Regions from separate parts of the Mus musculus genome. Here regions 1, 2, 3, 4, 5 and 7 are each linked to region 6. The links are chromatin contacts, called in public Hi-C, HiCAR-type and HiChIP or PLAC-seq maps. All regions are on one chromosome and are shown on one strand. Each heading gives the region's core, a stretch centred on a gene start, on an enhancer-like site or on the middle of the called end of the contact. The rest is flanking DNA. Distances are from core to core; before and after follow the strand shown. Region 1 has its middle 17 kb from the start of Gm34385. Region 2 overlaps Cdkal1 (CDK5 regulatory subunit associated protein 1-like 1). Region 3 overlaps Cdkal1 (CDK5 regulatory subunit associated protein 1-like 1). Region 4 overlaps Cdkal1 (CDK5 regulatory subunit associated protein 1-like 1). Region 5 overlaps Cdkal1 (CDK5 regulatory subunit associated protein 1-like 1). Region 6 holds the start of Sox4 (SRY (sex determining region Y)-box 4). Region 7 overlaps Cdkal1 (CDK5 regulatory subunit associated protein 1-like 1).

Evidence for each region. Hi-C and Micro-C count contacts between places; a contact is called where the count stands out from the background. HiCAR-type assays count read pairs that join an accessible place to other places. HiChIP or PLAC-seq counts read pairs in DNA pulled down with a chosen protein or histone mark.
Region 1: a Hi-C map of uterus shows a contact between it and region 6, with 3 times the contacts expected there. The contact joins the enhancer-like site here to the promoter of Sox4 in region 6. A contact is called at or near these places in 3 of 39 promoter capture datasets (the 3T3-L1 cell line and liver), 8 of 484 Hi-C or Micro-C datasets (the N1E-115 cell line, adipose-derived mesenchymal stem cells, gonadal supporting cells and 2 more) and 9 of 115 datasets of contacts at active chromatin or transcription factors (the SCID.adh cell line, craniofacial prominence, embryonic limb bud and 6 more).
Region 2: an H3K4me3 HiChIP or PLAC-seq map of bone marrow-derived macrophages shows a contact between it and region 6, with 4 times the contacts expected there. The contact joins the enhancer-like site here to the promoter of Sox4 in region 6. A contact is called at or near these places in 6 of 39 promoter capture datasets (the 3T3-L1 cell line, the HPC-7 cell line, hippocampal neurons and 2 more), 2 of 484 Hi-C or Micro-C datasets (forebrain and myocytes) and 17 of 115 datasets of contacts at active chromatin or transcription factors (the 230-238 cell line, the SCID.adh cell line, T-cell acute lymphoblastic leukemia and 14 more).
Region 3: an H3K27ac HiChIP or PLAC-seq map of vascular smooth muscle cells shows a contact between it and region 6, with 3 times the contacts expected there. The contact joins the enhancer-like site here to the promoter of Sox4 in region 6. A contact is called at or near these places in 4 of 39 promoter capture datasets (the 3T3-L1 cell line, cranial neural crest, frontonasal cranial neural crest and 1 more), 1 of 15 datasets of contacts at CTCF or cohesin (large pre-B cells), 2 of 484 Hi-C or Micro-C datasets (cortical neurons and embryonic fibroblasts) and 15 of 115 datasets of contacts at active chromatin or transcription factors (SST interneurons, cardiomyocytes, embryonic basal ganglia and 12 more).
Region 4: a contact with region 6 is called in a Hi-C map of uterus, with 4 times the contacts expected there. The contact joins the enhancer-like site here to the promoter of Sox4 in region 6. A contact is called at or near these places in 6 of 39 promoter capture datasets (the HPC-7 cell line, cranial neural crest, embryonic stem cells and 2 more), 1 of 15 datasets of contacts at CTCF or cohesin (large pre-B cells), 5 of 484 Hi-C or Micro-C datasets (the HPC-7 cell line, the N1E-115 cell line, cardiomyocytes and 1 more), 21 of 115 datasets of contacts at active chromatin or transcription factors (the 230-238 cell line, the SCID.adh cell line, T-cell acute lymphoblastic leukemia and 17 more) and 3 of 9 other capture datasets (adipose tissue, embryonic stem cells and macrophages).
Region 5: an H3K4me3 HiChIP or PLAC-seq map of neural progenitor cells shows a contact between it and region 6, with 13 read pairs. The contact joins the enhancer-like site here to the promoter of Sox4 in region 6. A contact is called at or near these places in 14 of 39 promoter capture datasets (the C10 cell line, the HPC-7 cell line, cranial neural crest and 7 more), 1 of 15 datasets of contacts at CTCF or cohesin (the NIH/3T3 cell line), 7 of 484 Hi-C or Micro-C datasets (Sertoli cells, cortical neurons, embryonic fibroblasts and 4 more), 23 of 115 datasets of contacts at active chromatin or transcription factors (the SCID.adh cell line, T-cell acute lymphoblastic leukemia, bone marrow-derived macrophages and 17 more) and 2 of 9 other capture datasets (adipose tissue and embryonic stem cells).
Region 7: a HiCAR-type map of fibro-adipogenic progenitors shows a contact between it and region 6, with 7 times the contacts expected there. The contact joins the enhancer-like site here to the promoter of Sox4 in region 6. A contact is called at or near these places in 6 of 39 promoter capture datasets (the HPC-7 cell line, HPC-7-derived erythroid cells, embryonic stem cells and 2 more), 1 of 15 datasets of contacts at CTCF or cohesin (pro-B cells), 2 of 484 Hi-C or Micro-C datasets (cerebellar granule neurons and nephron progenitors) and 12 of 115 datasets of contacts at active chromatin or transcription factors (the SCID.adh cell line, T-cell acute lymphoblastic leukemia, cardiomyocytes and 9 more).

Annotation. Positions count from the first base shown.
Region 1 is chr13:28,310,555-28,314,570 of GRCm38.p6, reverse strand. No RefSeq gene overlaps it. Among named protein-coding and RNA genes, the nearest start is that of Gm34385, 17 kb to the right of the region's middle. Within about 2 kb of position 2,315, at least 37 of the 459 cell types and tissues checked have an H3K27ac peak or open chromatin away from gene starts, as enhancers often do. A contact at or near this core is called in the SCID.adh cell line, granulosa cells, pancreatic cancer cells and 1 more, where this site is marked.
Region 2 is chr13:29,661,004-29,664,665 of GRCm38.p6, reverse strand. The region is part of intron 8 of Cdkal1 (CDK5 regulatory subunit associated protein 1-like 1); the gene reads left to right. Among named protein-coding and RNA genes, the nearest start is that of Cdkal1, 190 kb to the left of the region's middle. Within about 2 kb of position 1,430, at least 26 of the 459 cell types and tissues checked have an H3K27ac peak or open chromatin away from gene starts, as enhancers often do. A contact at or near this core is called in the HPC-7 cell line, the SCID.adh cell line and bone marrow-derived macrophages, where this site is marked.
Region 3 is chr13:29,548,918-29,552,479 of GRCm38.p6, reverse strand. It overlaps Cdkal1 (CDK5 regulatory subunit associated protein 1-like 1), which reads left to right. Exons shown (of 16, transcript NM_144536.3): 10 at 85-251. Among named protein-coding and RNA genes, the nearest start is that of Cdkal1, 300 kb to the left of the region's middle. Within about 2 kb of position 2,114, at least 39 of the 459 cell types and tissues checked have an H3K27ac peak or open chromatin away from gene starts, as enhancers often do. A contact at or near this core is called in cardiomyocytes, cortical neurons, heart atrium and 2 more, where this site is marked.
Region 4 is chr13:29,636,449-29,640,150 of GRCm38.p6, reverse strand. The region is part of intron 8 of Cdkal1 (CDK5 regulatory subunit associated protein 1-like 1); the gene reads left to right. Among named protein-coding and RNA genes, the nearest start is that of Cdkal1, 220 kb to the left of the region's middle. Within about 2 kb of position 2,075, at least 55 of the 459 cell types and tissues checked have an H3K27ac peak or open chromatin away from gene starts, as enhancers often do. A contact at or near this core is called in the HPC-7 cell line, adipose tissue, bone marrow-derived macrophages and 4 more, where this site is marked.
Region 5 is chr13:29,580,830-29,584,438 of GRCm38.p6, reverse strand. All of the region lies in intron 9 of Cdkal1 (CDK5 regulatory subunit associated protein 1-like 1), which reads left to right. Among named protein-coding and RNA genes, the nearest start is that of Cdkal1, 270 kb to the left of the region's middle. Within about 2 kb of position 2,233, at least 14 of the 459 cell types and tissues checked have an H3K27ac peak or open chromatin away from gene starts, as enhancers often do. A contact at or near this core is called in neural progenitor cells and neural stem cells, where this site is marked.
Region 6 is chr13:28,951,871-28,955,521 of GRCm38.p6, reverse strand. It overlaps Sox4 (SRY (sex determining region Y)-box 4), which reads left to right and starts at 1,823. Exons shown (of 1, transcript NM_009238.3): 1 at 1,823-3,651. The coding sequence starts at 2,501. All of the region lies in intron 1 of Gm46405 (a long non-coding RNA gene), which reads left to right.
Region 7 is chr13:29,524,580-29,528,657 of GRCm38.p6, reverse strand. All of the region lies in intron 10 of Cdkal1 (CDK5 regulatory subunit associated protein 1-like 1), which reads left to right. Among named protein-coding and RNA genes, the nearest start is that of Cdkal1, 330 kb to the left of the region's middle. Within about 2 kb of position 1,582, at least 5 of the 459 cell types and tissues checked have an H3K27ac peak or open chromatin away from gene starts, as enhancers often do. A contact at or near this core is called in fibro-adipogenic progenitors, where this site is marked.

The DNA.
Region 1 (4,016 bases), core at 1,066-3,565, 640 kb after region 6:
TCTAGTTGTGATTTAAAGCAGAATGTGAGAAAGATAAATCACTTCATGTTGATGAAGAAAATAAGGAAAGACTCTGTAGTACTCTCCCAGCCTCTTGGGCTTTAATACTTTCAAGGAAAAGACCTAAAGGCATATGCTTCTTTGAGATAAAATATATTTTGCATCCCAGTCTTTCTACTTACATTCTGAGCCTGTGCCTTCACCCCCTCCCCAGCATTGGCTCTGAGGCAAGTCTTATCTCCTGCCAACATGCATCCTGGCATGTTATATTTCTTAAATGAATGGAAACCTTGTTTGGAAAGGGAAGAAATACAATGATCACCTTACCTGTTTAAATGGCCATGTGAGTGTGCTTTGGTCAGCCTCATTAAAAAATATGTTTACTGGGTAAGTTCTATGTCTGTGTGAATTACTCTATAAGAATTCGTTCATCATAGCTGTTAGGGCATGGAAGTCCAGTTAAGTGAGTATTTCATATGCATTTTAAAATGTAGGTCCACTGTTTAATGAAATGAGAAGGAGTTAGAGTTAGAGCTTAGCTCTATCTAAAGCTTTCATTTCCTATGTAGGAGGTGATGTCACAAAGGTCACCCTTTGTTCAACAATAAGCATCAAATACATAATTGCAATGGTTCAAATGTACCAAACCTAAAAAGCCAAGAAGGTTTGGGAGATCCCAGAAGAAATACCTTAGCCTTCTGTGAAATACTGGCCACAGGATCTGGCATAGACTAGATGCTTAAAACTATTTTCTGCTCTTCTAACCTTTTAGCTGTCATGTTTTTTAGTTCTTGCCCTTGAGAATGGCTGGTGATATTCTATTGTGCTAGATGGAGGTTCTGCTAGCATATTCCCAGAGTGAGTCAGATATCTGTTTTCTTCAGATAACAGATAACACAGAACTTCATGCAAACAAAGTCAGGAGCTGGTGAGTCACAGCAAGTCAGCTTGGCCCTGTAAATCTCTCTTGCTTTCTTGATCAAGCAACATCATCTCTCCATGTTGGCTTAAAAAAAAGTGATCTCAAGTGTTTGCCAAGCGAGCAAATGTCAGCTATGGGGGAAACAGTTTGCACTTTATATTCTAGAAACTTTGGAAATATTTACCACACTTGAAAGAACAATTTAATGTAAAGGAAAAGGAGTCAAAGTAATTTTTTAAATGTTGTTGTTTTAAAATTATGGCTGGTAAATGGCTCAGTATCTAGTAGCAGTTGCTGTTTAACTATGAGGGCCACACTCAAAGTACCAGCACCCATGTAGAAAAAAAGTTTTGGGTTCAAATTCAAACTGCTTATATTTTCTTTCACCCAGAGTGATTTAATTTACAGCTTCAAAAGTCAACATAAATAGATTCTGCTGTATAAGTTACCAACCATCTGATATTACCATCTCTGCAAGGTCACCTGGGAAATGTGCTAGGCTGAGCATTGCAGGGCTCTCTGTCCTTTCAAACCAGGGCATAGTCCGTATTTTAGACATAATATCTATTCTCACATCAAAAAAAAAATCTGGATTTAGAACTAGTGATGAACAGAACTTGAATTTTGGAGTTGGGTAGTCTCTGTCTAGTCCCCAGCTGTGGGCATAGAGAACTGGGCACACTTGAAGACCTTTACCTCTCTAGGCTACTGTGTCTGCACAGGGGACAGTGTCATGGGATGTAAAAGAGACTGAAGTTTTAAAAGTGCTTTGAAAAGACTAGATTGTCACAAAGGCCACTAGTGTCAGCTAATAATCGTCAAATACATAATTGTAATGGTTCAAACCTGGCAAATCTACAAAGGTGAGGAAACTTGGAAAACTCAAGAAACATTTTAGGACTTCTGTGAACTAATATCACAAACATATGGAGTAGATTTCCCAATTTGAACACACCGTAGCCTTGGGATTAAGATGAAAATCATTGACTTTTACCCACCCTGGAAAGTCTGACAGAAGTTCAATACATTTGACCCTTCACAAACCTGACTTAGTTTGCCAGCACCAGGGAGCCAGGGAACAGTAGATGAAGAAGGAGATCTGCCTCCGAGCCTCCAGACCCAACTGATTGAAAGTTCAGGGTTACACAGAAACCGTGAACACACCTTAACACTGCGCCACTCTACCTGTCTCTCCATCTAATTTCCAGCGACACTTTTTAGAGATTAAATCTCTAAATTTAATGCTCCGGATTTTCTGCAGCGCTGCTTTTTAGCTCATTCCCCAAATTATGCTGCAGTTGGACGAGATTCAGTTGCTTCTGAGAGGCTGTTGTTTGGCTTCTGGATTCCATTCACATGACTTTCCCCCTCATCCCTCATAGATCATTAATAATAAACGCAGTCAAGGGTATGTTATGTGAAAACCAAGAGGCTGAACTTTTAAAGCTAGACCTATTAGGCTCTAGTAAGACATCAAGGTTTTAAGGAAGCTCACTGCCTCTAAATTATGCTCCCCTTTTTCCTTCTCCACCTTTTGTATAAGGCTTCTAGTCTTTACCCTGTTACATAAGAGAATCACAGATTAGGAGATGTCAGACGTGAGAGCTCATTAGTCCCACCTTCTAGCTCTTGCTGGTAAGATAACTGATAACAATATTGTCTTTGAAAAGAGATTTTCAAAATATATATATTGCATAAAAGATAACTTGGCATTGCTAGTATCTAAAAGGATATTTGAGTCAAGGCCAAACTCAGGATTAGGAAACTGAGTGACTTGTAAGCATATTAAAAGTTGGGCAACAGAGAGTGGTATGGCATTATGGGATACATATTGGCCTTGAATACATTAAGAAGCAACTTTCAGTTTTACTAGTTGTATGACTTAACTACTTAGCTTTAAGTGAGAATCAGGATGTTACGATGTGGGGGATGTGATAGCAAATATGTCAAGAATCTTAGACAAACCTCACATGAAGTATATATAACTTCAATAAATTAAACTGTGAACATTATGATAAAAACACTGTAAATATAATTCATGGTGGTACATAAATGTACGACTCTGAGAGACAGAGAATGACCCTTTCTATAATCCCAGAAGTACAGACCAACCATAAAAGTTTTAAATAAGTAAAGGTCTTAATTTGCTTGGTATTGCAAGTTGACATTGGGTCACAGCAAACAGTCCAGCTTATGAAGTGACAGAATATAGTTTGAAACATTATGAAGTCCCTCACTAGACAGTTTGAATGTGCAGCCAGGGCCAGCCACTTCCTGTTTGTGTAGCTTTGAGCAAACACTTTACTCATTCCACGTCTACTTCCATTCACATCTCTGTAAAATGGTGACAGTAGCAGTGACTGTGATAGGAGTGTCCCAGGTTTTTCTGAAGTAGAAATTGTATCCCAGTGGGTACTTACTAAGAACCTTTATCCCTCCCCCCCACCCCATGTCCTCCCTCCTGCCTCCCTTTTACTTTTCTACATGCACAGCTCAGTGACATTAAGTACATTCATACTGTAGCACCATCAGCCATCTCCAGGTCTCTTCACTTTGCGAAGGAGAAACTCTGAGTGCATTTATCAGCCCCTGCAAGTCATCATTTCGTTTTCTATCATTCTGAACTTCACTATGAGACTTATTTTGTATAATGGAATTATGTCGTATTTGTTCTTTAGGGCTTGGATTTATTTCACAACACATAGTGCTTTCAAAAGTTACCCATAAAGCCGGGTGTGGTGGCGCACGCCTTTAATCCCAGCACTTGGGAGGCAGAGGCAGGCGGATTTCTGAGTTCGAGGCCAGCCTGGTCTACAAAGTGAATTCCAGGACAGCCAAGGCTATACAGAGAAACCCTGTCTCGGAAAAAACAAATAAATAAAAGTTACCCATGAGCATATGCTTTAGCATTTGTTTCTCATTTGCTTTTTCATTCATCTGTCTGTGGTCACTCTGTCTGATTCCACCTCCTGACTATTGGGAATGATGCTCTGGCCATAGAAATACAGATCACTCTGAGACCTGCTTGCAATTCCTTTTGGTACTGTAATGGTTGAATACTATGGGAGTCACTTCAGACTGTTTCCAAGTTTGG
Region 2 (3,662 bases), core at 181-2,680, 710 kb before region 6:
GAGAAGTGGAAGAGGGGCGAATCTAGAGCTCGGCTACTTTATGCTGAGCTCCAGGCAATTCAGTGGCTTCTGAGAGACTCCCCTTACAGTTTCTTCACCCCCAAGTTGGCATCCCCAAAGACGTATACATAATGAACAGCACTAGGGCACTCAGCCTGCTGGATTGATAAATTTATGTCTATGTTCATATGTAACCACAATTAAGGATAAGAAGACATGCATTTGAAAGGGAATTAAGGAGGGGAGATAAAGGAGGAGATGGAAGGGAAATTATGTTAGTATAGTACTCATATAGGACATGCCAAAAAACAAAAAACAAAACCTTTATGATAGCTGTCTCTCAATTGCAATAAGCTGGAAATGGCTCTTGTATCCTTTGTGGGATCACTGGGTAAACGACTTTCTTTTAAATTGAGTACTGTTGAGCCACAATCTAGAATGAGAGCTAGTGTTATTGTCCTCTGCATTGATCTTGAAAGCCTTATGAAGAGGAAGCCCATCAAGTATCTCTATGACAATCTCTCAAGGACCACACTGTGTTAGCAGAGAAGTGGTCAGTGGTTTCCTGTTGTTGGAAGTGCCTCAGGGAAGGGCAGCACCTATAACTCTCAACAGACTGTGTGGGCTAGGGCACGTTGGAGTGAGGGACTCTTCAGTATCTTTATTTTGGTATTGGTTTTACGCATCTGTATCTGTGATGAGTTCATTCAACTGTACACCTGTCTAAACACCACTATTACTAATAAAGATTTCAAAATATTAATTGATCTGGCAAACAAACAAACAAACAAACAAACCCCTGAAGAGAAAGGAAATCTTTGTCTGCAGTTCACTTGGGAAGGCTGGTACTGAGCTGAGGGAGGAGAGTCTGGTCTGAGTGCTGGAGCTGAGCTGAGAGTTTTACCACTTGGCAAATGCATGTGACACTTATGGGATGCGTCCTCACTGATGAGCGGGGGATGGCCTCCTCTGGACAGAAGGAGATCAGGACTGAGTCATTCCCAGGCATGTGAGGGGCAAGACTGGCATCTGATTAGAAGGGGACATGTTGCAGAGGGCTGTCCCTTGAGGCATATGTGTCACTGACCCCTTTATGTTTCCTGCTAAGTTTTGCAGAGAGGAAGTTTATTAATTTGTACTTTATTTTAAGCCTGCGTCTACAGCTAACTGCACTGTGGAATCACTTCTTTAAACTTAACCTCTGTGTGTCTGAGAAACTTCTCAAACTGCCAAGTCCTGGCTTCTTGAATTCTTTTGCTATTTAATAGAAATTTTTACATATCATCATTGCATTATCTTTTGGTATTAGCTTTTCCCCTAAACTAATTTCATACTTTCATCTATTCTCCTGACATTTTCCTTAGAATATGAGGAAAGCTAAATTAGAATGGTGATGACTGTATCTGTAAGGTAGGAGAGAGTGGTAAGCTACATATCTTGCTGGTCACAGGCCACTGGAGGATCCCACCTCCCACTCCATGGTGTGTGCATATTCTCCAGGTTATACATGCAAACCTCCCAGGCAGATCATAGCACATGCTAGGCAGTTCAGGTAACACAGAAGCTGCTGGAGAAAGGAGGGCCTTGTTTGCCTGGTGGGAAGGCATCCTGGCGGAGCATCTCTGCCTCTTTGAGGTTGCTAATTCTTCATATCCTGTCTGACTGTCAACTGTAAAGGGGACTGAAAGTTGGCTTGTGCTGCTGTCCCTAGCACAGGCTTCTTGCCCAGGCTTTACCACCCACAAGCAGCACCACCAGCGCGGACCAAGTTGTCAAGTCCATGAATCTGTGGGAGACGTTTCATACTCGAGTCACTGTATATCCCTTGGCCACGTGCCTTTAATCACTAGTTTCCCATATTTAACTCATTGTCTTTACCATTATCATCCATAATTCAGACTAATGATCTTGAGTGCTTGCTATGGGTGCAGATAAAATTAGAGCTGGTATGGCCGTTTGCCTTCCCAGGTAATTTAGCTCACGTGCTTTATCAACATGTTACTGATGGCATCTCCTTTACACCTTGTTGTTAATGTGCCTACATGTGTAATTGCCTTTTAAATTAATGATTTATTCAGTTTTTTTCAATTTGAGAACTTCTGCAAACACTTTTCTCTCTCTTCTTTACCACCCCCTACCATAACAGTGAAATTAAAATATTTCTATATATTTTGATTTAGGCCACAGTATCTTTGGAACTCACATTTACTCTTAGGTATCCAGAGAGTCGTTAAAACCATCTGGTCTAAGAAGTGATATTTACGAATTCCTTTCTTCTCTACCTGCTTTCCAGTCCTCTCAGCTGGAGTCTAAGCATGGGACTGACTTACCTTACTTCTTTGGGATCTGGGTGGGCTTCCCTGTATACAGAGTTAGTACAATTTCTTTGATTATTAATTCATTAATCACCACAATGAAAAAGTGTGAACCTCCATCAATCGATGGGGATGCTCATGTCCTTTTTCCGTATGCCAGAAAGTATCAGGTTTTCAATGTAGCAGAAATGTTAATGAAAAATCCTGGTAGGGCATCTTCCAAAATCAGAGTCAGGGAGAGTTGAATAGACAGCATTGCCATCCGATGCCAGTGTGGTGACCCTTGAAAATGGCTGCGGGATCCAGAGCCCCAAAGACAGAGGCAATGGATGTAGTTTATTTTTCATCCTTCAAGATGAAGGCAATGGATGGAATTTATTTTGCATCTTCCAAGATGAACCTTGCATATGACAGTGCAGCAATTGTTGAATTTTTTTTTAAAGTTAAAAAAATCTTCAAACAGTAATGGAGAAAGAATTTTCAGTGGACACTGTACATACACCATGAAGATGCTGTCATTTATATTTATTGTCCTGGGTCTATTGATCCATCTGTTTCTGCATGTCCCTCAGTGCCTGTTGTTCTTTTGAATTATGTTTCGATTGTAGACCCCTTGACTCTTTGCTCTAAGTACTTCATCAGATGTGACAGCACTATTTAGGCTTCAATATATTTTTTCAGATTTTATGAAATTTTTAGAAATAATAGATGTGTGTTGTTTTTATAGTTGCATTCATCTGCAAAATTCTTGTAAGCTAGCTTCTGCTTCTGTAATATTCACAGTGCAAATACAGCAGCTCCTCGGAATGCCAGAAAGAGGTGGTGTGTTCTGTATTTGCTTAGTTGAGAGAGGAGGTGTACTCCCTTCTCTGATCTCCCACTCAGTCTCCTCATGGAATTAGGTAGATCATAGATGACTTTAGCCAGGTTCCTAGACTCTTTGTTACACATATTAAATATTTCCAACACATCATTATGTAACATACTTGATAAAATATTTTCTTTAAAGCTGTATTGGTATACTCGCTATTGACCCTAAAAATGTATCAAGTTACTTTTAAGAAATGATCTTCCTTATAGAACTTTCTTAAATTCTAGAAATACAACATTGTTTTCATCCATTCTCTGTACAAAGAAAGAAAAATAAAAGTGACAATTCCTTAACTATTCTTTTTAAGTAATTCCACCTTAAGTATCATTTAATCAGTCAAAAAATATCATTATGGTCTGTCTAGATTTCCTAAGAAGTAAGCATTGTTTTCAATTATGAGATTCCAAAGGAGTACTATACAGTAAGATGTCTAGTTAATTTTATAATACCTTGAGGGGTTGGGAGATAGATTAACT
Region 3 (3,562 bases), core at 865-3,364, 600 kb before region 6:
GCATAGTAGTGCTAAGAAATCCTGCATTAGAAGGATGAGCAGCTGTGTGGTGAAGGATTGTTAATTATCCTCTTTAATCCACAGAGGGTGTTTGTGAGATATGGCTGACCAGCGAGGACACCGGGGCCTATGGCAGAGACATTGGCACAGATCTCCCCACACTCCTGTGGAAGTTGGTGGAAGTGATTCCTGAGGGAGCCATGCTGAGGCTGGGCATGACAAATCCACCATATATTTTAGAACATCTGGAGGTAAGGGAAAGTCACATTGACACGCTAACACATGTCCCCAGCACAGACCATGTGATAGCCTCAGGATCATCATACAAGCTTCATTTTGAACCATTGTCACGTGTGTCTGTGGTCTCACAGTCCCGAGAGAGAATGAGACTTGCAAAGCTCCTCTCTCTATCATTTTATCCCATTGACGTTTGTGTACTTCCTCAATATTTGATTAATGTGTGTGTGCACGTGTGCGTGCGTGTTTGTGCGAATGTGTACCTGACTGGCCTGGAACGTGTTGGTCTCTAACTCAGAGATCTGCCTTCCCTCTGCTCCTGAGTGCTGGGATTAAAGGTTTGAACTACCACACTTTGCAGTTTATTTTCACTTTAATGTTTTTATATATGTCTGCATTAGTGTACACCACTTGTAAAAGGGTTCCCAAGGAGGGCAGAAAAGGGGGCTGTCTTCCTGGAACTAGAGTTACAGGCAATCGTGAGCTACTCCATGCAGTTGCTGGAAAGCAGGCTTGGATCCTCTGCAATAGTAGCAAATGCTTTAGCTACTGAGCCATCTCTCCACTCCTCCTTATAGTCATCAGTATTTAATGCTCCTTATGTTATTTAGGCCCCCTGGCATCTGTCCATGGGTCTTTGCTGCTTTTTTTTTTTTTTTTTTTTTTGTCTTTTAGTTAGTTTCTCTACAGTTAATTTTTTTGGTTCCCGTAGTTTGAGACTTTGCCTAGTTGAGAATTGCAAATATATTGGACTAATTTTGCAAGCAAGAGTCAGTATTCATGTTGTATTTTAACTGTTTGTAAAAATGCTGTGTCTTAAGTTGGAGGTAACTTCACAGTTTTACCTTTTTGTTTTTCTTCTGGAGAGTAGGGATCAAGTAGAATCAAAGGAATGGAGGAATTGAAACATCAGGATTTGTCTGTAAGCAAAGGAGGAAACATAGTTTAGGGACTTCTATACATCAGAATTTGACCTTTAGATTAGGTATCCAAATGTCAAACTAGAAAAAATTAGGCACATGTCCAAGGCTCTGTGGTATCTGATGGCAGATACCACATAAAGCCAAGCAAAGAATGTGGACAAAGGAGCAGTTGTTCCAAAGAAAAAGAACATTCTAGGATCCACAATTCTTATTTGAGAAACATTACTGTAGATCCAGAGTCTGGGACCCAAGCCCAAGTTAGTCACATGGACTGTTAAAAAAAACAAGTTTTGTTTTTCATTAAGGGTGTTCTTTGTACTACGTTTGTATAGAAAAGTTATGTTTCAAAAAGCTAAAAGCAACCATAGTTGCTAAATTTTACTGCCCAAATGGCAATAGTTATTTAACCATTAGCTATGTTGCTTGGAGGAGGTCGTGGGGATCTGGGGAGATGGCTCGAAGATTAAGAGCACTTACTGCTCCTCCAGAGTTGGTTTATACTGCCCGCACTGCGTGGCTCACAGCTGCCCATCATTACAGTTCCAGTGCATTCCATGGTTCCCTTTTCTGCCCTCTGACACTCCCCTACACTCACAGCAGACACTCATACTATATATATTTTAAAAATTATTTCAGTGAGCTTGTTGAGAGTTTTGTTACATAGCAACCTTAATATCAGTAGCATATTTTAGAAATCCTTCCAAGGGTTGATGACAAACTGGTAATGTAATATATGAAGGAGATATGTTTCGGGTTTGTTCTCCACATTTTTCCAGCTCAGTGTTCGTGTAGACATGTGATTTAGAGAATGACTTTCATGCTTCATACAGTGTTGGCTGATTATAATTTGCTATTTTAAAATGAGTCACAAGCATGTCAACTTGTACTTAACACTTTGACTTAACACTTGAGAAAAGCAAGTGCTCTCAGTTAAAGCGGAACTATGGCAGTCTCGCTGTGTTTGCAGGAAGTGTGAGGCAGGCATGGCGGAGGCCCGACAATGTGCTGGATGTGTCTTTGGTAGGAAGGGGGTTGGGCTTTACTGATACACAGTTGATGGTAATATGCAAATTCCTTTAGATTGGAAAGAAAGTTGATCCAGATTCTAAAGCAGTTTTGACAAAATTCAGGTAGGAAGAAATCACAAGGGAAAAAGAAGAAGATTGCTCAAAGGTGTCAGGCAAGTCCCTCTTGGAATGGACCCAGCATTTTAATTGGTGGCAGGATTGTAGCCACAGATGCTGTCTTCATAGCACGTGCCAGAGCAGACCATATAAAGCAGTGATTGGCTTGTTGGCCTCCCAGAGGTGTTCTGGAAGACCTTGCAGGACTCACAGTGTTGTTCAGGGTAACTTCTGTGTCTGGAAAACACCACATGGTCAGTTCCTGAATTCTAGACATGTAAAACAGGCCTGGCTCTTTTTTTTGTTTTTAAATTTTGTGGTGCTGGCAAGGTCCCAGGAATGCTGGGTATGTGCCCTCAGCTCTGCTCCATCCCCACCTCAACGTGATAAGAAATTATAATTGTCATGATTTAGTACTCTCTTATTTGCTTTAAAGCTGTCTTGGCCTTTCCTCATTCACTGACATTGTTTTAATCAAGAGTGCTCAGTAGATGAGTATGAAAGATTGAATAAAGAAAAGAGTTGTCTTCATTAAAAAACAAACAAGCAAACAAACAAAAAAACTGTAGAGCCCACATAAAATCACACACTTCGAAGTCATGACACTGTGAGCAATAGGGACAGCAAAGGATGGCGATGTAAATGAGTTTCTAGGATAAGAGCATGCCTGTAGAAAGTCATGGTTTCATGTTACGAAGAGTAGCATGAGATAAATGGAGACCTTCCTGAGAATAGGCCATCTAACCTGACACAAGGATCAAAGGCAGGCATACAATGGAAACATCCCAGACCTTTGGAAGTAAGAGCTATTAAACTCTTAGCATCTTGACAGTATATTCACACCTTGCTGGTACATCCATCCTCCTTGTTGCAGATCAGTGTTGTGGTTGACAAATATACCCTGTGTGACACAAAAGTTACCCTGGGTTTGAGGGTCCAAAGGAGCTTCAGAAAGGAGACTAAGTCAAGATAGTCAGTCCGTCACCCAGACCTTCTTCACCATCCTCTCGCTGGGCCAATTTCACTCAACAGAAAGTGTACTGGACTTACCTAGGATGCTTGGAAGACACCAAGAAAAAATGAAAAGAAGGGGCAAGGTGCTAACAAGGGCAACATGGTACAAGTGAAAAACAGGAGGAGGCCAGGCAGTGGTGGGACACCTTTAATTGGGAGGCTGAGGCAGGTGGATATCTGTGAGTTCAAAACAACAAAGGGAATTGGGTGAGGGCTGAAACAGTTGGATCAGGAACCTACTGTTCAAATACCAGCTCTGAACAG
Region 4 (3,702 bases), core at 826-3,325, 680 kb before region 6:
GACTGCTTGCTCCTTCAAAGCCATTAATGGAGTGCTTCCTTGGTGGGCAGAAGTTATGGAATCATGCAAAGGACCTCTTCCCACTTTGAAGCACTGTAGTGTCTGAAGCGGTTTTCTGATCCTGCCCAGACTGTAGAGAACAGTTCACATATGGTAGACTTTCTAGCAGGCAGGAAATGGGGGGCTGTTACACTCTTTCCTGAGAGGCCGATACACATAGATTGTCTAGAAGCAATGCCATGGCCCAGTAAATCCTGTTGAATAAATACTCAGTGAAGTGGTGTATTTGCGGTAATAAAAAAGTAAGACATTTTAACTCTTCTACCTGCAGCTTGTGGTTAACTGCTAAATCTGGCTGAATATTTACTTAGATTTCTGCTGCCTTCACACCCCTGCATGCTCCCCAGTTTTCTTCTGATGAGGCTAAAGAGAGCAATTTCTCAATTTTGAGCTCTTGGTGGTATTTGGGACTGTTGTTGGGTTTTCATTATTAATCCTTTCTCTTATGTGTAGCTCTTCTCCTGAGTCTTCTTTTCCACGGTGTCTTTCTATCCCTTTCTTGTGGAATCTTTACTCTTCAAACTTTATAGTCTAGTCACCTTTTTATTCCTCACACACAGGTTAAATGTTCAATAAAGTCTATATGGAATTACTGATTTCAGTGGGCAGGATGGATTTATTTGTACATGATTATAACAGGTTTTTAAACTGAGCCCCTCCGAAGCTTGGGCGCTTATTAAGGGGTGTAAGTGGGTTACTGGTTGGTAAAAGATAGTTACTGGCCTAAGCAGATGCATGCAGAGGGAGAGGGAGTGTTCAGTTGCTTTTATAGGGTTTTGCTGCTCTCTGTCCCTGTCTCTTTGTCTCTCTCTGTATTTCTCTCTGTCTCTGTCTCTCTCTTTATCTCTCTCTGTATTTCTCTCTGTCTCTCTCTTTGTCTCTGCCACCCCCAACCCCCAGCCCTTAGTAATGACACCATGTATCCTTGTGGCTTTCTACCTACTGCCCTGAACATAAGAAACATGTCCTTGTTCCTCTGATAGCTCTGGGCCTGGATGTGTATCACTCAGTGACAGTCTGCATTTACTTTAACACTGTTGCTGTGGCTGGAGAGATGGCTCAGTTGTTTGGAGGGAGCACTTGTTGCTTTCACAGAGGACCTAGGATCAATTCTCAGCATCTTCATATATAGTTCATGTATATTCACATATAGTTCACAGCCATCTTAATTCCAGTTCTTGGGGATCCAATACTCTCTTCTGACCTCCATTGGTATGCACATAGTTAACATATACATATATTCAGGCAAAACATCCATGCATATAAATCTAGAAAGAATCTACAAATGTTGCTGATGATAATAGTACAATAATGGATCACAAATGGCTCCTGTTTGTTGCTATAGGTACTAGCTGGTTATTAGTTGTGACTCAGTGAGACCCTGTTAAATACACTTGGTCAGGCTCCGTCCCAGGCCTCAGCCTTGTGCTCTTACTTTCATGGCAGCTTCCTTGGGTTTGGTTTCCCATTTTGTTTATTGACTTTTGCGGGGTGGGGTGGGGAGGTGAGTTCTTTTGGAACATTTTGTCTTTCCTAACAGCTGGGACCTGAATTGTGTCTGAAAGGGTTCTTGCTCTGGGTCATGATTTCACAACCTTTCAAACAGAATCAGTGTGGAGGTACCGGTGGCAGCCTGTCTGTAGCCTTCTCTCCTTCAGGAGGGAGGCTGGGCTAGGTAGATCTCTTCTTCACACCTGTGGACTCAGCCTACATAGCTAACGGCAGGGAGGGGTGACTACACTGACCTCATGTTCACAGGGACAGAGGCTTCATCACTGAAGCCAGTGTGACAGACATCTTGGGATTTTGTTCTTCAGAGGGAGCAGATCTTAATGGGACTCCGACTTACTAAGTGGTCTTTAGTTTTCCTTCTGAGTTGTCTTGTGAATGTTGCTGCTTTCAGGTGTTTTGAAACTCTGTGGATGTTATAAATGGCATTGTGTGTCTTAGAGGTCAGCTTGGAGTCATGGCTCGTCACGAGCCTCCTCACCGTTTTATTTTTAACCAGCACATGAGTGTCTGACTTTCACGTGCTCTTTCTTGCTTGTGGGCCGCTGCCAGGCCCAGTGTCTTGTTTGGAAGAGATAAATGTCTGGAGGATTTTGTTTTGCTGTGAGATGCATGAGTCACACTTAGCATGAACTCTGTGCTTCCTGCAGACCTCTAATTATTTTGGGTAGTCTACCTACACCTCAACCCCGGGCAGCTGATGTGCTGAAAGTTTGCATCATGTGCCAGTTTGTGAAAGTTCTCATTAGTCACCTGCTCTTTTATGTCCTCCAAAGATAATATGTTTATTTCCTTATTGTGCCAAGTACCAATCCCAGTCAGTATATTCATATACTCATCACCAAACTAGAAAGAAAATGAAGTTTTCTTGTGTTTCGTTTAAAGCTGGCCCTAACCTTACAGTGCTGCCTCAGCCTCTCAGTGCTGGGCTGCCATGTTCTTCCATGCTTGCCTTTTTGCAGAAGGTTTTAACAAGTAGCCCTTTGTAATCTTTGTTGACTATTTTCCTAACAGTAATGAGCATTACCAGAAATGTAGGCTTCACTTGTGTGTTTAACCCTCCAAGACACATAGACTTTTAGGATAGTGGTTTACAGTTAAAAAGAAAAGCAAAATAATACTGGGATCAGCAAGACAACTGAAATAGTTTCTATTATGTTCCCATTAAAGAGCTTGTTAAGCATTATCAAACTTATCTTTATTTCCAATAGGTTATGACATGTAGCGTGTGTAATGGTTGCAGCCATGTGTAGTGGAGCCAGACTGTCTGGTTCACCTACTTAACCAGCTGTGCAATGTTTGCGATATTTGTCAGATTATTTATGTTTCTATGTCTGTTTCATCTTTGGAGAGAATGCCAGTGGCAGCACTTCGCGGGGTGCTTTTAAGGTTTTGGGTAGTGAGTCTTTAGAGTCTGGAACAGTGAGTGCTGTCCGTGCTTCATGTATCATTCTCCATCTGTGATTGGACAGCTTTACACACTTTCAGGTTTGTGTATGTTTATTTATGTGGTGTGTGTGTGTGTGTGTGTGTGTGTGAAGTACACTTACACCAGTATTTATGGAGTCCAGAAGAGAGTATCAGATTCCCTGAATCTGAAATTTCAGGTGATTGTGAACTGCTCAACATTGATGCTGGGAACCAAGTTCAGATCCTGTGGAGGAGCAGTCAGAGCTCTTGATTTGTGAGCTATGTCCCCAGTCCCTACATATGAACACACTCACACATATATGTATCTATATACACATATGTATATGTAAATTGTATATAACTTATAAATATATATTTAAACAAAAATCATCTCTCTTTATGAGATTTCAAGGTAATTGATAGACTTTAATTTTCAAACACTAAATATTCCATGTAGAAGTCAGCTTTCTGTAACACCAAAGAAGTGAGAAATTAAAATGGAGCAGTCATTATCAAGGCCTTTTATGGCATATATTAGTATATGAAACATTAAAAGCTTGTCAGGGTTACATGGAAGATTCAATAATACAGTTCTGGTGGCTGAAGGTGTATTCAGTTAGCTGGTAGAATTCTGGCCTAGCATGCCTGAGGTCCTGGGCTCTACTCGATTTCTGTGACGGCATATGCTTATAATCCCAGCTGTGTGATGGTAGAGACAGGAGA
Region 5 (3,609 bases), core at 984-3,483, 630 kb before region 6:
AGAAAAAGGGGTAAGAGAAAAATGAATGTATTTTCACCAAAGGCTAATGATACTCTACAATATGTAAAATTAACTCAGTGGAATGGAATCGTGTCACATTTCGATTGGCCTTCATGGATTTATTTGAACACTTCTACTATTGATTAAAAACATAATACTTTATTTTAAATAGAACTTATAGGTACAAATTTAATTAATCAAGCACAACAAATTTCCTTCTGGTTCTTATTTGTAGGCAAATGATTTTGATGACACATGACCTAGATTATCTAGATTTTACATTGGCTCTTTTATTTTACATAAATATTTTTGTTTCTTACTAAGAAGGTTAAATAATGTATACTGAAATTCTGCAGTATTATACAATCTCCAGTCATTTTTATGTTTTTAGGGGAACCTTTTCCTACAACTGACAAGAAGTTGACTTATACATAAACATTTTTATCCTGAGTAACAGTTTCTAAATGATTAGATGCCCTACATTATGTATTGTCTCGTTTCATTGTGGTTTGCTTATATCTATTATAAACAGACAGAAAATTCTTATTTGCCATGAAGTAAATTTATTTTGTGATTATTTGTATAACAAGAATCTTCCTGTGTAGTTTTAGTAAAAATAATTGAATAAAAATATTTTTACTACAGTATTTGTATCTTTTGGTGTTGTGTTAAGCAAGGTTCTCTAAAGAAACAGAACTGATAGAATAAATATATACACCCACACACATATGAGATTTATTACACTGGCTTACAGCTTGTGATCCGGGTCCGCAATGGCAGCTCAGGATGAAAAGGCTGAGAGTCTGGTAGTACTTCAGTCCAGCATGGTAGATCTCTTAGCAGCTCCAGTTGGGGCTTAAGTCCTGGAAGGTAACTGGTCTTCAGTATATATTGGAATCTTGAAGAAGTGGGTTCTAATTCAGGTGAATAAATTCCTTAACAACAGGATAGATGAACTTGCCAGTGCGAGTGAGGGCAAGAAGGCAAAAAGGGAAAGTTTCCTGATTCCATGTCCTTTCATGTGGGCTGACACCAAAAGATCTGATTAAGAAAGCCTGCACAGGAACACGAGGCAGTTTGCATTTTAGTTGATCACTGATGTAGCCAAGGCAACAGCCCATGATGGCCATCTTCACAGCAGCCATGCTACAGTACATTTGAATGAGCACTGGTACTGACATCAGATCCTCATCAATGAGTCAAAGTTTCTGGTTGTTCTGTATCTTTGTTCCATCCTTTTTGGATAAACAGTGTAAATTCAGATCCTAAAGCTATGGGATGGTGGCCATTGCATGTGAGTGACAACCCTAGGAAGTGGCCTGTGTCTGTAGACAGAGCACATTCCTTCTGGGATGAAGTTCCTTCTGTAGAGCTCAGAGATCTTCAACCATGTAGCTCAGTAAGCTGTTTAGGAGGAGGTAATCAGAATTGAGGACAGGACCACAAGCGCATCAGGCTCTCTGAAGAAGATGTATCTTTCAAGTCAGTCAGTGAGGTTTTTCTTTCTGGTCTAGTTGTCTGTGTGTGAATTGGTGATACTGGTTTAAATGGGTACGAGTCCTATATGTCCACTGCCACAGAATCTGCCCAATGAGGCTCGTTCTGGAGAGTCATCCCGAGCACAGATTCTGTCAGTGCTCCCCTGGCTGTGGCTCTGCTTGCTGGTTTAGTTTTCCCATGTTGGAAGCATATTTCAGTACCTGGAGCTACAGTGAGACCACCCACACACCATGTACAGTTCTGCTCTCACTGTGGCCACTTGGAGGGAGGAGGAGACTTTGTGTTGTGAACACCCTCCAAGGCAGACCTCAGGTAGCATCAAAGATGCAGTGTGGGAGGGGCCCAGCAGCTGGCCCTCTTCTCATGTCCCAGTGGCCTCCATCCCAGTGTAAGTGTGTACTCCTGCTGCATGAAGGAGCCTGGCGAACAGCCTTACCACAGTCGCCACTCCCACTGTTGCCCTGGCAGGGGTCAGCCTTGCTACTCTCACCTCTTCTGTTTCCTGTGTTCTTCTGCTCTACACTGTTCTACGGAGGCCCGGGACTCCAGCGGGGAGTTCTGAGCATTGGTTTCCCCGCCTCCTCAAAGTTTTTATTATTTCTCTTTGTTTAGCCCTTGCAGCCCAGTGTCCACTGTCTGAAAAAAAAATGTGTCTTTACATCCCAGCACATGGCCTTTCAGGCCCCTCCTGTGAAGGCAACAGAGTGGGCATCTAGCCAGAAGCGTGGGAGTGTGCACAACAGGTTCCACTGGTAATTGTGAAGAACTTTGAGGCAGCACTGTCTTCCCCTGAGAATTCTGTGTGGCATTGCCACCCATCTGTGGGTAGGTTGCCAGCTTTAGCCAATAAAAACACAGGAGGCTCTGTGCAGCATATTTCTACTAACAAAAAAAAAAGATTTATCTGACAATTGAAGTGAACTGGGTGTTCTGTTTGGCAATTGGTGTAGAGAGGGTAGACATGTGCTGCATAAGCAATGGGTCAGACTTAGGCCTGGGCTCAAGTGAGTGCTGGCTAGGACGTAGTTCTCTCAGATTTGAGATTTCAGCATAGCTTGGGACACTCTGGGTGTGTCCTGGCTTCTTGAGTATTTTGAAGGAGAGTGGGTTATGAGTTGTATTTTGTTTCTTTGTTATTTTGAAATTCTAAACCCAGACGCCTCTGAGAGTGCCCTGATTTAGAGGCAGGACTTGTTATCTGTCATGTTAACTAAGCAGCTAGTAGAGAGCCCTTAGAGTCAACCGTCCCTGCAGATACCCATCCAAGACGGGATTTCTTCCTAAGCCCTCTGAGTTGTTAGACCTCACTGAAATCCTGAGCTGATAGAGCAAGCCGCTGGATAGCACGTAAATGTAGGATATAGTCTAGTAGGACTACCATGGAAATATAGTGTACAGCCTTAGTATGACAGCCACGGAAATGTGGAGGATAGCCTGGTAGGACTGCCGTGTAAATAGAATATAGCCTAGCAGTTATATAGTTAGATTTATTTATTTATTTATTTATTTATTTATTTATTTATTTATTTATTTATTTATTTATTTATTTATGGCCTAATGTGTGATGAGAAACAGTTTATGAGGGTGTTTTGAGGGTGGGGAACGTGATGGTAGGCACATCTTCTGGCTTAGGGACCTGACATTGCTTGCTCATATCGGGGCAGATCAGGAAGCAGAAAGACGCATGCTAATAACACTCAGTTGTCTTTCTCTCTTTTCCCTTCTTTTTTATTGCGTTTGGACTATGGGCTGGTGCTTCTCACATTCGAAGCTCCCCCTTAAATACAGTGCTCTACATCTGTGAGCCTCCGGACCTGTTTACCTCTTGAAGTCCCGCTCCTCTCTAACAAGGCAGTGGCCGTTAGCACCATAATTTCCGGTGACTGTCAAACCATACAGCACCATTACTCCATTTTCCATGTGAAAACTGAAGTGTGGCAGGAGGTCTGGTGATTTGGAAAGAGTGGTCACATGGGCAAAGCCCACAGGCTAATCACCTTTCTCAGCCTTGTACATGAGAGCCTCACTCATTAGTCATGCAGCCCTCAAAGGACAAGACGGGGGACAGGTCTCTTCCTTCAGCTGCGTCTTTTAGGTTTAAGCATAGCT
Region 6 (3,651 bases), core at 574-3,073:
CATCGTATTAAAGGTGAGTTTTCACTAGAGTCCCAATGCTCAGATCTTGGGAAAAGGGTGGTTTGTGTAACTAAGTTGTTCTATATTCTAAGTATTATCTGCATGTGTTCGCTCTTTGAGACAAGGACTTGGGTAGCTGGAGCTGTCCTGGAATTCTTTTTTTTTTTTTTTTTCCCTTGGTTTTTCGAGACAGGGTTTCTCTGTGTAGCCCTGGCTGTCCTGGAACTCACTTTGTAGACCAGGCTGGCCTCGAACTCAGAAATCCGCCTGCCTCTGCCTCCCAAGTGCTGGGACTACAGGCGTGCGCCACCACCGCCCAGCTTGTCCTGGAATTCTTAAGCATCAGCGGATGATCTTGAACTCCTGATCTTCCTGAAGGCACCTCCCAAGTACTGAGATAACAAACGGGGACCACCAAAGGGGCTTTCGATTACGTTTCACCACCGGTGACCACCTCCCACCTTAGTCTCTCGAACATCGTGCTGCTCTTACTAGAAGTGGCATTTGCATTAGGGAGAACTCGGAATGTGTGTTAGAATCCAGAGGGCTCAGGACACACATCCGTGGTTTATAATCACACACTCACCGGGCACTAACACAAGCCCTCTATAAAGCTCACAAGGTTCCCAAAGCACAGAAGAGGAGGACAATGAGACCCAGAAAGAAAGATCAGGAGAGGGACTTGAGATAGGTCCAGCAGCCCACTCCCCTGTGCCACCCCTTTCTCTTCTTGGTCTTTTAGGCCCAATTGCTTCAAGTAGCACAGACACACGGGAGACAATGGGTAAGAAAGAGAGGGGGAAGGAGAGCACATAGCGAACCCATCTATCCTTTGGATATTGTGGAAAACAAACATTTAGAAAGTGAAGTCAATCCCATCCTGTATTCACCATGATCGCCCTATACAGAAATCACACAAAGTCTCTTATTGAGGTAATTATGGGCCACTGCCTTAGCGTTCCACAGAAAATCTTGTTTGGCCTACCCAGGATTTATAGGGGAAGTGAAATCATTAAATAACTAGTTAACCTCTGTTTGGCAAAAAGAGTAAGTAATTACTGAAAAGGGGAGAAAGAAAAAAAAAAAAAAAACCCTGCCTTTCACAAACAGCACAGATAGCATCCTGAAGGGATTTACACAATACACCAACGTTTGTTCTGTACCCAGAGTTGTTAAAATAATTGTGATGACAGGTGTCTAGGTACCACTTTCTTAATGGTTTTCAATATCCATTGATTTATTATTGTGGCTCCCCCCACTTACATCTCTAGCTCTAAGAAGGGGCTAAGAAAAGAGATTTTGCACCAAAGGCTGATTCTTTATTCCTGGGCTGAAAAGAACTAATAAAAATAATCACTCGGCTTTTAAGCAGAAAGCTTCCATTTACAGTATTTCACCCTTACCCCCCCTCCAAGCCCCTTGTTATCTAACATAATGGCTAGAATACATTTCCGTCTCTCCCCTTAATAACTTCATGCATTAACATCCTCTTCACACATGCGCGTGCGTGCGCGCGCGCGCGCGCGCACACACACACACACACACACAGAGGCAAACGCGCGCGCACCCAGCAAAAGGCGGAGGTGGGGGGGAAAGAGGCAGCAGAAATCTCAGCTGTACTTCTAGCCCTTTTAAAAAGTTTGCTCTGTAAATTGGAATGAGGTCAGATTTGGAGCTTCTCATTGCACGCGGAGATTATTATTGCATCGGGTTCCAAGCCAATGGGAAGGACGGGGGAGGGGCTTGGCACGAGGAAGCGTTAGTTACAGCGGCTGATTGGCTGTCTGAGAAAGGATAAAGAAGCGCGAGGCGGAATTGGGGTCTGCTCTAAGCTGCAGCCAGAGAAACAGAGTGAGGGGAAGAGGGCCGTCTCCCTCCCGGTTTCCAGTTCTTGCACGCTGTTTCTTAGAGAGTCTGCAGTGGGGGAACTCTGCCGGTAACCAGCTCCCCTTCTTGCAGGAGGGAGGGAGAAACATACATTTATTCATGCCGGTCTGTTGCATGCAAGCTTCTTGGCTTCCTACCTTGCAACAAAATAATTGCACCAACTCCTCAGCGCCGATTCCGCCCACAGAGAGTCCCGGAGCCAGAGTCGCTTTGGCTTTGCACTGCAGGAAAGGGACTTAGGCGCTAGAGACGATGTCGCTTTCCTGAGCTACCGCGAGCTCTCGTGAACTGCAATCGACTGCTTCAGGGAAAGGGGTGGGGGAAAGACTTGCCCCGGAGGCGGCGAGAAACTTGCGTTTGGAAGATACTCCGGCTACCAACGTTTGGAGAAACTCCTCGCCGCGGCCGACTCCAGCCTCGGTGCCCGCAGGGAGCACTTCAGCGGTGAGGGAGGACGGAGGGCCTCGGGGACTCTAGGTTGGCGGCGGGAGGCGGCCGCCCCTGGCCCGCGCGCCGCTCAGGGGACCCTGGTCTCCGCCCCGGGGAGCCCGCAGGGCCCGGCGACCGCGCCGCGAGCGTGTGAGCGCGCGTGGGCGCCCGGCAAGCCGGGGCCATGGTACAACAGACCAACAACGCGGAGAACACTGAGGCTCTGCTGGCCGGGGAGAGCTCGGACTCGGGCGCCGGCCTGGAGCTGGGCATCGCGTCCTCCCCGACGCCTGGCTCCACCGCGTCGACGGGCGGCAAGGCGGACGACCCCAGCTGGTGCAAGACGCCCAGTGGCCACATCAAGCGGCCCATGAACGCCTTTATGGTGTGGTCGCAGATCGAGCGGCGCAAGATCATGGAGCAGTCGCCCGACATGCACAACGCCGAGATCTCCAAGCGGCTAGGCAAACGCTGGAAGCTGCTCAAGGACAGCGACAAGATTCCGTTCATCCAGGAGGCGGAGCGGCTGCGCCTCAAGCACATGGCTGACTACCCTGACTACAAGTACCGGCCGCGAAAGAAGGTGAAGTCGGGCAACGCGGGCGCGGGATCGGCGGCCACAGCCAAGCCAGGGGAGAAGGGCGACAAGGTCGCGGGCAGCAGCGGCCACGCGGGAAGCAGCCACGCGGGGGGTGGCGCGGGCGGCAGCTCCAAGCCCGCGCCCAAGAAGAGCTGTGGCCCCAAGGTGGCGGGCAGCTCGGTCGGCAAGCCCCACGCTAAGCTGGTCCCGGCGGGCGGCAGCAAGGCGGCTGCATCGTTCTCTCCAGAGCAAGCTGCCCTGCTGCCCCTGGGGGAGCCCACGGCCGTCTACAAGGTGCGGACTCCCAGTGCGGCCACTCCGGCCGCCTCCTCCTCGCCGTCCAGTGCGCTGGCCACCCCAGCCAAACACCCTGCCGACAAGAAAGTGAAGCGCGTCTACCTGTTTGGAAGCCTGGGCGCTTCGGCGTCTCCCGTCGGGGGCCTGGGAGCGAGCGCCGACCCCAGTGATCCACTGGGGTTGTACGAAGATGGAGGCCCGGGATGCTCGCCCGATGGCCGGAGTCTGAGCGGCCGCAGCAGCGCAGCATCATCGCCAGCCGCCAGCCGATCGCCCGCTGACCACCGCGGCTACGCCAGCCTACGCGCAGCCTCGCCCGCCCCGTCCAGCGCGCCCTCGCACGCGTCCTCCTCGCTCTCCTCGTCCTCTTCCTCCTCCTCGGGCTCTTCGTCGTCCGACGACGAGTTCGAAGACGACCTGCTCGACCTGAACCCCAGCTCAAACTTTGAGAGCATGTC
Region 7 (4,078 bases), core at 333-2,832, 570 kb before region 6:
TAGAGACGGAACTTTGATCTCATGCCTTTGAAGCATTGAGCAGTGTCAATATCAGCTTCTGGATTGTACTGCGTGTACAGAAGAGGTCATCCTCAGTGACCTTCCAGCTTGGGGTCAGCTGACTGGCAGTGCACTGATAGGCCAGTGCACTGTTGTGTTGTGTGCTCTGAGTCTTAGGCCAGTGCACTGTTGTGCTGTGTGCTCTGAGTCTTAGACTTCGTAAAGGAAGCATCCTGCCTAGGTTTGTCCTGAACCTCAAATGAGTGCGACTCAAATAATTGCATTTGGGTGACGCTTTGTCAGAAGTAAGGGGACAGAGACACAGCTCCATACTGTCACCCCCCGCAACCTTAGGAGTTAGTTTTCTAGACTTTTAAGGATGTCAGCTCAGACCATCAAACTGGAATTCTGAATAACTTCAAAGCTAGAAAGGATTTCAGGACTGTTTGGTAAAGTGAAGCAGAGTGGGATTTTATAAAAAATAAAACTTAAACACAAGCGTTAAGAAAGAGCTATACTCAGAAGGGACAACAGGCCCAAGAGGGTGAGTATGGTCAGTATGGTCGCCTCACGTAAAGGGTTCCTGAATTAAATCATACGAAGCATGAGTGAGAGTCCTCAAGAGACACCAGCAGTTCTGCCTTAGCATTAGCCAAAGATAACATTTTGGTGACTCTCAAGTCTAATTCAGAATCTTAGAACCTTTTTCCTTGTCCTTCCCTCTTTCTTTTTATAAAAGAGAGACTTGAGGTGGTCCCCCGGATGCCTTGCATGGAATTCTAGTCTGATAGGATGGAAGCAGAGGCCACTTGAGTTGCACAAATATAGTACACGCAGTGGGTCTCTGCTGCTGGGGTTCTTTTTTTTTCTCTCTTCCTTCCTTCCTTCCTTCCTTCCTTCCTTCCTTCCTTCCTTCCTTCCTTCCTTTCTTAACTTAAATTTTTTTTCTTGGATGTTTTCCCTATTTACATTTCAAATGTTTTCCCCTTTCCAGGTCTCCCCTTCGGAACCCCCCATCCCATCCTCCCTCCCCCTGCCTTTATGAGGGTGCTTCCCCACCCACCCACTTCCATCCTCCTACATTGGGGCATTTAACACCCTCAGGCCCAAGGGTCTCTTCTCCCATTGATGTCCAAAGCCATCTTCTGCCACATATGTGGCCATGGGTTGCTCCATGTGTATTCTCTGGTTGGTGGTCTAGTCCCCGTGAGCTCCAGGGGATCTGGCCTGTTGACACTGTTGTTCCATTCATGGTACTGCAAATGCCCTTAGCTCTTTCAGTCCCTTCTCCGACTCCTCCATCGGGGACCCATGAGCTCAGTCCAATGGTTGGCTGCATGCTTCCTCCTCTGTATTCGTCAGGCTCTGGCCATTACATTTTGAGGAAGGGGGACCAAAGCAATATTCTTTGGGAAGAATTTCCCTCTGCCAGATAAGGGAACTTTAGAACGAGTCCTAAGACTTCAGGCTGGGAATCACCTTGCTCTTCAGGCAGCCTGAAAACTTCCTTTCAGCAAAGTTCACTGCAGGCCTCAGTGACGTACTTTGACTGAGATCATGGTTTTCTGGGCGCCAACATCACTGATTGCTTGTAATTTGGAAAAGCCTGGCAAATGTCCTTGCTCCTCTGAATCAAGCCAGTCAAGGGCTTCTCCTGGTCCCTGTTTATAAGTCTTTAAGGAAGAGTATTGCCCATTTTCCTTTCTATTTTACCTTTTTTTTTCCTTTTTGTATGAATTAGTTTTTGCAGTTGTTACACTGTAGTTCCAGGAATGATTGCTGTAATAGTATAGCTTTATAATTCTGAGTCACCTTTGTTGTTATTTGCATATTTCTCTGGCTATGCTAATATGGAAACTTCACACATGCCTGTAGTGGTAGCGCTTTGCTGAGGAGGGCAGAATCCTGTCAAGTTTGGTGTTTGTAAGGGTTTCTGGTGGTTGAGACCTGATTTCCCTATGCTAAGTTCCCAGTGCTGTCTAGCCTGGAACTTAGTATTTAAGTATAGCTTGGGATGTAAACCTCGCTTGCTTCAAACTCAGCCTGCATCTAGAGTGCTAGGATTAAAGGCATGCACCCCCACGCTCTACAAAAATATCTTTAACTTTTTGTTTTGGTTCTTAAAAATTGTTTCACTTTTCCTCATCCCAGTAGATAGTGTCAGAAATAATTTTATGCTAGCAGTTTCAAGATAAATTGAAATTCTCTTTTGAGAGACTTAAAGTTTTCTTTTACTAAGGATTATCCCGGTCACAGTGGCACACACCTGCCATTCTAGCCCTTGGACGCAAGAAGATCCCAAGTTCAAGACCAGCCTCCCCCTTCAGCCCGTCTTATAGAATGTGAATACCCCCAACCCCAAACCAGCCTCCCCCTCCAGCCCGTCTTATAGAATGTGAGTCCCCCCAACCCCAAGCCAGCCTCCCCCTCCAGCCTGTCTTATAGAATGTGAATCCCCCCGACCCCAAGCCAGCCTCCCCCTCCAGCCCGTCTTATAGAATGTGAATCCCCCCGACCCCAAGGGGAGATGGCAGTTATTAATTTTTTCCATTTTCCTAGATTCTTAACGTAAAAAGGTGTTACATTTATAATAGAGAAAATTACTTACCACTAGGGGGGCTTTACACAGTTATATGCACGAATTATCTGATTGATGGGTCTTTTATTTTCCTAAACCACGTAGCAGATTTAGTTAACAGTATTCTATAAATCAACTATGAAGTGAACAATCCTCTTTAGAATTATTTTGATAAAAATCAAGAAATCAGCCGGGCATGGTGGTGCACGCCTTTAATCCCAGCACTTAGGAGGCAGAGGCAGGAGGATTTCCGAGTTCCAGGCCAGCCTGGTCTACAGAGTGAGTTCCAGGACAGCCAGGGCTATACAGAGAAACCCTGTCTTGAAAAACAAACAAACAAAAATTCAAGAAATCAGTGTATTGAATATGATAATAAATAGAATGACTCTTGCATTCCTCGAACTGTGTTTTAAATCTCATTTTTCATAAAGATTCCCACTGTATTGTCCATACTGGCTTGGACTTGAGATCCTTTTGACTCAGCCTCCCAGGTGCAGGTATTATAGGGCAGTGCTACCACACTGGGGCCCAAAATAACATAAGAGTAATGTTAGACAATCCATGGGTTACTTCAAGGAAGTATAGCTTTGTATTTTAACACACTGAGGTATGTATGCCCAAAATAAATTTCTAAGAGTCTCTTATTTTTTTTAAAAGAAAGGAATCATCTGTGATGATTTTTAAGGAAAAAATGTATAAGTGGGTTTTTCATAACCACTTGTATTAGTTTCACTGAGTTATGATGGCAAAGACCAAAACCTAAGTTAGATGTTTGTATTTGGGATTGCCATGTTTTAGAGGGGACCAGCTTGACTTTTAAAGATGGCTGACTGAGTTTGTTACCTGTGACCTCCATTTGTATTTTACTTGAACATTTCTTCTGGTAGTTTATTAGACAATCTTTTATTTATCATCCAATATTGAATAGCCCATTGTGTGAAAACTTTTGCAGCCAGTTGAACAGAGTTAACATTTTTTATTTTATATCTGGAAAGAGGGAGGGCTAAGTCAAGGTAGGACCAACAGAGGATAACAGCATGGTAGCTAGCATGCATATCTAAATATAGATGTCCTAAAGAAATGTATCATTATGTACGGCTAGTACATGCTCACGAAATGATAGCTGTGACCTTCATTGGACTGCATGAGCAGATACACTTACCTTCCAGACAGCCAGCTGCTCTTAATTATACACATACTAGTCTAGATGCTTTCTAAATGCCAATCTCTTTTATCCATAAAATAACTGTGTTGTTCACCCATAAAGTGGCTTATCTAGAATTTTCCAGAGAAAAATAAGCTATTGTGTTTGTGTGCAAACATATGTACATAGAGTAACGCAAACAGGACAGGTAGATGTTTATTAGGGATTTCACTGCCTCTGAATCTTGGGAAGTGGGGATGCTAGTGGTCCGATTCCTTCTATCTGATGACATCAGCACCACACAGCCACTGGTGTGTGCCCAGTTGTCCAAAGGCTTGGGAGCAGGGGCTCTTCTA